Regions from separate parts of the Sus scrofa genome. Here region 2 is linked to region 1. A link is a contact called in public HiChIP or PLAC-seq data. All regions are on one chromosome and are shown on one strand. Each heading gives the region's core, a stretch centred on a gene start, on an enhancer-like site or on the middle of the called end of the contact. The rest is flanking DNA. Distances are from core to core; before and after follow the strand shown. Region 1 overlaps GMDS (GDP-mannose 4,6 dehydratase). Region 2 overlaps GMDS (GDP-mannose 4,6 dehydratase).

Evidence for each region. HiChIP or PLAC-seq counts read pairs in DNA pulled down with a chosen protein or histone mark.
Region 2: a contact with region 1 is called in an H3K27ac HiChIP or PLAC-seq map of skeletal muscle. The contact joins two enhancer-like sites. A contact is called at or near these places in 9 of 47 Hi-C or Micro-C datasets (embryonic fibroblasts, fetal heart ventricle, fetal skeletal muscle and 2 more) and 1 of 2 datasets of contacts at active chromatin or transcription factors (skeletal muscle).

Annotation. Positions count from the first base shown.
Region 1 is chr7:1,182,116-1,185,480 of Sscrofa11.1, forward strand. All of the region lies in intron 4 of GMDS (GDP-mannose 4,6 dehydratase), which reads right to left. Among named protein-coding and RNA genes, the nearest start is that of GMDS, 100 kb to the right of the region's middle. Within about 2 kb of position 1,681, at least 42 of the 83 cell types and tissues checked have an H3K27ac peak or open chromatin away from gene starts, as enhancers often do. A contact at or near this core is called in skeletal muscle, where this site is marked.
Region 2 is chr7:1,247,321-1,250,764 of Sscrofa11.1, forward strand. The region is part of intron 1 of GMDS (GDP-mannose 4,6 dehydratase); the gene reads right to left. Among named protein-coding and RNA genes, the nearest start is that of GMDS, 37 kb to the right of the region's middle. Within about 2 kb of position 2,076, at least 31 of the 83 cell types and tissues checked have an H3K27ac peak or open chromatin away from gene starts, as enhancers often do. A contact at or near this core is called in skeletal muscle, where this site is marked.

The DNA of each region.
Region 1 (3,365 bases), core at 431-2,930:
GAGAACACCGAGTAACAGACCCATCTGTGTGCACGGACTGAAGGCATTAACACAAGGGCTCGCTTAAGCCAGAGAGCACGAGCAAACGTGTACGCGTGTATCTTCCTTCCCTGCCGACGGGGGCAGAGACTGTGGGGAGCCCAACCACGCGATCCCTGCTAAGCAGCCAGCGGCCGGGGTGTGTCTTCTGCTCCGTGCAAAGGCAGCGCGGCCACTGCAGCGGCGGCCGGGGGGCCGGGGCCACGGGGCCCGGCAGCCACATCCCTTCCCTCTCCGCCGGGCCCTCATGCAGCAGGGGAAATAAATCATGTGAAGTGTTATTTTTTGAACCCAGAAAGGAGGGAAGGGGTTGTTAAGATATCGCATTCACTAAAAAAATAATGATGTGAAAAAATAGGTCGCTGTCACGAGAGACTTGCCAGACGCTGGGCCCGAGCAAGTGGTTCCACACACACACCTTCCGCTCAGCCGGCGACGCGGCCCTTGGTCGGCGGGCCGCAGGCACAGGAGGGCAGGGCGGAGGACGAGCCCCCGGCCGCGGCGTCCCGAGCCAGGTCGCCGGCCTCGGAGGTGTCGAGGGGCCTCGGCTCGCGCGTGAGGAGCCCGATTCGCGGCTGACCGCTTTTTTACAACTTGCTTCCTCTCTCCCGTTTCTAATAAACACCACTGTGCTGCATTGGACCCTCCTGGCTGTGTTTCCCCAAATTCAAAGCTCCAAGTCGAAAGCTACCTCGGCCACGGGTGGGAAGCCGCGGGCCGGCCCTGGGCAGCAGACGCGGATGACCCACTAATGGCTCTGACGGCCGGCACCGAGGAGACGGATGATGTCACTACCGGGAGGCTCGGGACAGAGCGGGCCGCACTAACCGCACGCGCAGGCGGAGGACAGGCACTTGTGCTTGGGTGCTGAACAGCAGCTCCAGCTGCAGTTCTACTTTCTAAAACGCTGACGTGGGAGCAAGCGCTCCCATGGAAGGCCTGCCTGGTCGTGGACGGATATTTCCTCTGAAACTTGCTCAAGTCAGGAGCAGCCGAGCCGGCCAGAGGCACCGCAGGCAGCAGGCCATGACGTGCCTCGGCAGCGGGCGTCCGGTTTCTCCCCCGCTTCCCGCTCTCCTGCGCCCTGGCCCTCTGTGGCCTCTCGCCTTGGACGCGGGGATCATCTCGGCGGACGCCTGTCCTCTCTCGGGGTGGGAGACATACCTTAAGAGATTAAGCCTTCCCACCTGGGATCTGTCCAGAAATTCAGTGTGTTACAGCTCCTCCCAGCCTTCTTCACTGTCCTGGGAACACTCTGGTGTTATCAATAGTGGCTTTCTTTCCTACTTTGCGTTCAACTGCAGCACGGGGCAGCCACGCCGATGGCAGTCCGGCTCGGCTGTCACTCAGCGCCCGCAGCGGCGAGGCTGACTTCCGCTGTCTGCGGCGCTTTGCTGCCACCTATGTGCACGACGGCGCATAACACGCCTCCCCGGCCCGGAACCGCCCGCGCCCCAAGCAGGCCCGTCTCTCCTCGGCACAGGCGACCAGAGAGGCGGCTGCCGTGGTTTGCGTCCCTTCGAAAACACAGCCGCTTGCCAGGAACTCCTATTTCTCTCTCTGCGAAGCAACCCTCCAAAACTGAAAGGGCCCGGGATGCCTCATTTAACATACACCAAAACCAGCAGTTTTTTCCATTCGGTCACTGAACCAATTACAGTGAAATTAATTCATTCCACGAGACTGCAGTCCAAACATCCTGCCACACCGTAGGACGGAGTGACACTTTCATAACATTTGGTATAAGGGAAATGTAAAGAAACAAGATAAAAAAGTATCTACTCACATTATTTAAACTACCAATAACGCAAATACTGATCCAATAACGCACTGATCTCTGCCAAACACTCGAATGCTTCTTTCGGGCGGAGACAGGGGAACACAGACCTCGAGAGCCCCTGGGCCTCCCCGGTGCTGACCTGACCGCGCCAGCTCTGAGCTGTCTGACAAATGCGCGTGTCACACCAACCAACAAAGCCGGGAGAGACGCCGGGGTGAGCCACACAAGTCCCTTAAGCAAAACAACCCAAAAAACAAAACAGAGCTTTCCTCTACGAACCATTTCACAGCCATCAAGCCACACAGCGAAGGCAGAGACGACATTTCCCGTCGGGGCTAACGAGGGGAGTCCCAGCCTGCAGAATGCGCCTTAAAGGTTTATTGTGTCAACACTGCCAAGCTCTCGAAGACTTTTTACTGTGCAAGTAACCAGCGCCAATAAAACCTGCAGGCTGGGCGTGGGAAGGAGACTCAGGAAGAGGGTTTCCCCTGAAAATCAGACAAAAGGAAAAGCACGGCTGCCCCGTCCGTCGACCTGCCGCCGCCCCGCGGTGACCACACAGCGGCCACCAAGGCGATGCCTGTCACCTCAAGCACGAGCACCAGCGCTGTCGCCTGTAAAGCAAGCGCACCTCTGAGAATTCCACTCTTGCCGAGGACCCGTCCGTCCAAGGACAAGGACAAGCTTGACAAGCCAGACCAAGCCCTTCTGCGTAAAACTTGTAAATGAAGCAAATTCAAATTCGTCACGGATGATGTCTTAGTTACCATCCCTAAACAACATACACTTCATGTGACATCACTAGAAGGGGTAACATAACAAGCCTGCTGTCTTCGGTGCCAGATATTTTTGAAAAATGGAAATTAAATAAAAGCTTCAGGTAATTTATTTCCCACTGGCACTGCTTAATGATTTACAGTGGAAATAATGATTGAGAGTAGAATTAATGATTTACAGTAGAAATTTATTAAAAAGTTACTACACATTAAATTTCTTTGCAATAGAAATGGTTTCATTTTATCATACCAGGCCAACTTCAAGGATCCCATCTGAACAAAGAGAATTCTAGAAACTCCATTCGTACTAAAAGGATACCAAACTCTATTTGGCGTTTTAAATGAACAGTTAAGTTTAAATTCTTAAATTGACACTTTTTTTTATTGTGGGGAAGAGAGACAGCTACATTACCTTGTATTAAACAAAGTATTATTTCTGTCTCTGTCTTAATTTACGTAAGTTGTTTGTTCTAATCTAATCAGGGATCCAAAACCAATTTTCCATTCGTCATCAAAAGTTCAAAACAAAAAGCCTCACTCATAGTAGCTTCACTGACTTACTATTCATTGACTATTTGTGTTTACAGAGATATCTACAAATTGATATGCATGTTTAGCCATTTGCATTAATTTTAGCTTAACTGTTGCAAAGCTGAAATAATACTCTGGATTTTATTTCGTAAACAAGTCACTATTGAAAGCGAATTAAGAGAACCGGGCCCAACAAACATACCTTTGTGTGGTCCACTAATTATAAGAAAAATTCCAAA
Region 2 (3,444 bases), core at 826-3,325, 66 kb after region 1:
GGAATTTCATTTTAACTTTTTAAGGGCATCAAACACATATGAAATGGCCACACGGACCCCGGAAATAGTGGAAGCTTAATGCAAATGCTATTTTAAAAGAAAGGGCCCATGAACATTACCTGCCTCTCAGTTCAGCATGGTCCCCGCCAGGCAGGCCAAGGCATCTGGAAATCCCGACTCAATCTCAGTTTCGTCAGCAGTTTGGACTGTGTGCAGGAGCGGGCACTGACACTTCTGAAATCTACACACGTCAGAGCTGAACTTGTAAATTCACTGTACTTTCTGAAGTCACATACCAAATAAAGCTAATTTAAATGAATTTTAAAGTAGGAGGAATATTTTACTTGCATCAAAATATTCACAATGCAAAATTTAAAAAAAGATAAAGAAATATAAAAAATATAAGTTGGGGCAAATACGCTTCATGAGACTTTTTTTTAAATATGGAATGCTTCACAAATTTGCCCGGGGCATGCTCATAACCTCTGCGTCCTTCCGATTTCAGGATGTGCGCTGGAAAAGCGAGCCCTGCTTCGCGGGTCTTCAAGGTCAATTCTTTATAGAATATTTTTGAAACACATGCACACACATAAAGTTACTTAAACCCAACAAATAAAAACACATCTAAAAGTATTCTAACACCAAATTCTACCAATTTTATCTCCTTACTTTATCAGCTTGCTTTATTATTATGATAAAAAGATTCCATTTTCATACCAAGCCACCTAACAATTAAAAAAAAGATAAGTAGCATTAAAAAGTGCCCCCCCCACACACACACACAGTTTTGCGGTTTCATTTTCCCAACAGGGTGGTGGTATAGGCACACAGCTCCACACACGGTTCGCACACAGTAATGGTTTTTTTAAATCACATCGATTTCCCTGAAAGAAATTAACCTTAACAAAGATCCATTGTTGAGGACTCCTGGCCACCACATGGCTACCCGTGTACAGAAGCAGAAAAAATTAGTACCGTCACCGGGACATATATCAAGACTCTCAGACACGGTCACACTGCCTCCGACCAACCACAGCAGGCCGATGTGCAATTAGCGCTGGTCTGTGGGCCAGACGCACGCCTCAGCTGTAGAGGCGTCAGCCCCTGCTTTGCAAAGAAGGACGGGAAAACCTCGTGGTGAATGATACCAACACAGACGTCGGCCTCCTTTCTGAGGTAGTGACACGGACATGAAGGTAACGAGAGTTAGGTAAAACCACGGAAATTTCAAAACATGTTTTAAAAAATTTATTTCATCTTTTCTCCAGCTAAAGTTCTAACTAGAATTAGGACAATGGGGGAAAGACGCTGGATGCGAATTTCCCCCTCTTTTTCCCTTTGCCCATTATGTAACAGAAGTGACATTACCTTATGCCTTTGTCCAAAATTTTGAAGCAGAAAGGCCCACATAAATAGGAAACTGGATATTAGGTTTTTGAAGAAGTGGTTTATTTTCTAATATGCCTTAAGCTTATCAGAAAAAAAAATCCTAATTCCAGGAAATTTGTGATTGAAAGATACAAAGAACTAAAGTTAAGATTCCATGTCTTGATCAGCTAAAAAAAGCACATATTCCCAAGGGTTAACTTCACTTGAACTTCACTGCACAGATCTTAAAATAAAGCAAATACTTTGGCCTTTTAATGCTTTCTGTCTAGTGTTAGTGGGAAGCTACACAGTAACTTCCTTCTCAAGGAGTAAAGTAGGATTTTAAATTCTTCTTGGGAAACAGTAAGTCCATGAAAGTTATGTGTTGACTTCTTAGGTGCTCTGTGTCTCTTCATTTCCCAAAGAACAAAAGCATAAAATAAAACAATATTAACCATGCCGACAGTTTACACTTCAAAACCTCTATTAATCTGACTTGTAGCTATGGAAAGTATATGTCAAGATAAACAGATAAATAAATCATCAAAACATTCTAAAATGACAGTTTAGGGCACGCACTTCCGCCAAGAAGGGAAATAAGGTCCGAGCGTGTGTACACATCTACACAGGACACAGGGTCTGGGTCCCAGACTGGCGAATGCGAGCCAGGGACACAATTTAAAACGGCAACCTTCCGCTTTCACATTCTAAGATCGTGGGGGAATCCGGTCTCAGAAGGTTTTTATGAAATGACGTCTGAAGTGCAAGACGGCACCGCTGCAGACGCTACATACTTGAGCCACCTGGTGGCCAGTCCCGCTCACTGCACCGGTAAACATCCGTGCCGCGCACGTGACCTTGAACCGGACTGAGACTGTCTCACTGCTGGTGCCCAGACCAGAAGTTAGAAACTTTTGGGCTGCAAGGCACAGCTCCACCCAGAAGCTCTTTGAAAAATTAACTGTTGCCAGGCATGGAGCCCACAACTAAAATCTCGCCCTGGCAGGTCTCTGTCAGTGTTCATGTCTTTCCAACAGGACTTGACGCCTACACCAGGCGCTGAATCCAAAACAAATCCAAAGCAACTGGGATCACACAGACCTACCGCTTGCCTGGGTCTGCGCAGCAGACCAGAGCCAGCGTAACTCCCAACAGGACCCTCTTCCCCCCGGCAAGGTGGCAACATGTGCTCAGAGGCGCGGGTTCAACACACAGCAAGAGTTCAAGAGGGGGAGGCTGTCGACAAGAGGACAGCCTCAGGTCAGTCGTCTGCCTGCGTGACCTGCCGGCGTGCCCGCAGCAGGAATTCCCAAAGAGGTTCTTAAGGTGCTCGGGGTTTTGATGAAAGCAGCTCCTTTATTACCTCCGAACAGGAAAGCCTGGCCTGGAGGGCATTCGACAATCCGAGGAGGGTGCTCAGATCACGTAAAAGGCCACTCTAGGCGGACACTCTGACCTAGGAGACAGCCCCGCACGCTCCTGGGGAGGTCCCGCAGCTCTGTGAACTCGTCGGTGAAGAAGCTTGGTGTCCGAGCACTGCCCGGAGCCAGGCAGGACAGCCACCGGTCGCCACTGACCAGTGCAGCAGGAGGCGGACCCGGCGGCCCTGACTCAGCCGGCGACCAAGGCCACACAAGTCGCCAGTGGAAACTCTGAGTGGACAGGCCCTCAGAGGACACGCCGTCCGTCCCCGGCCCAGGTCCGTGGTGGCAGCCAGGCTGCTAGTAAAAGCCTGGTTTCCTGAGGAAGGTACAGTTTTGGGAAACGGCCGTCGGGCTGGGGTGGAGGCTCTCCGGCTCCTCGTGTGGTCTGGAGGCAGCTAAGCCCGAGCACGGCCACGGCCAGGTCTGCAAACCACCGCAGCTCTGTGAAAAGCCTGTCTGTCCCATGCCACCTGCCCTCACGGGCACGGCAGCCAGAGGCCTGACTTGCTGTAAGCAGGTGACCCAGGGACAGGCGGGTGGTTCAGACACCTCCTCAGCACAAGTTAAAGGGTCTCGGCCCCTGAAATGCCCTAACGAGACGGTACCAGGAAGTAACAGCCCTGCGACAAACAGGACGCTGCCTACCTGGGAG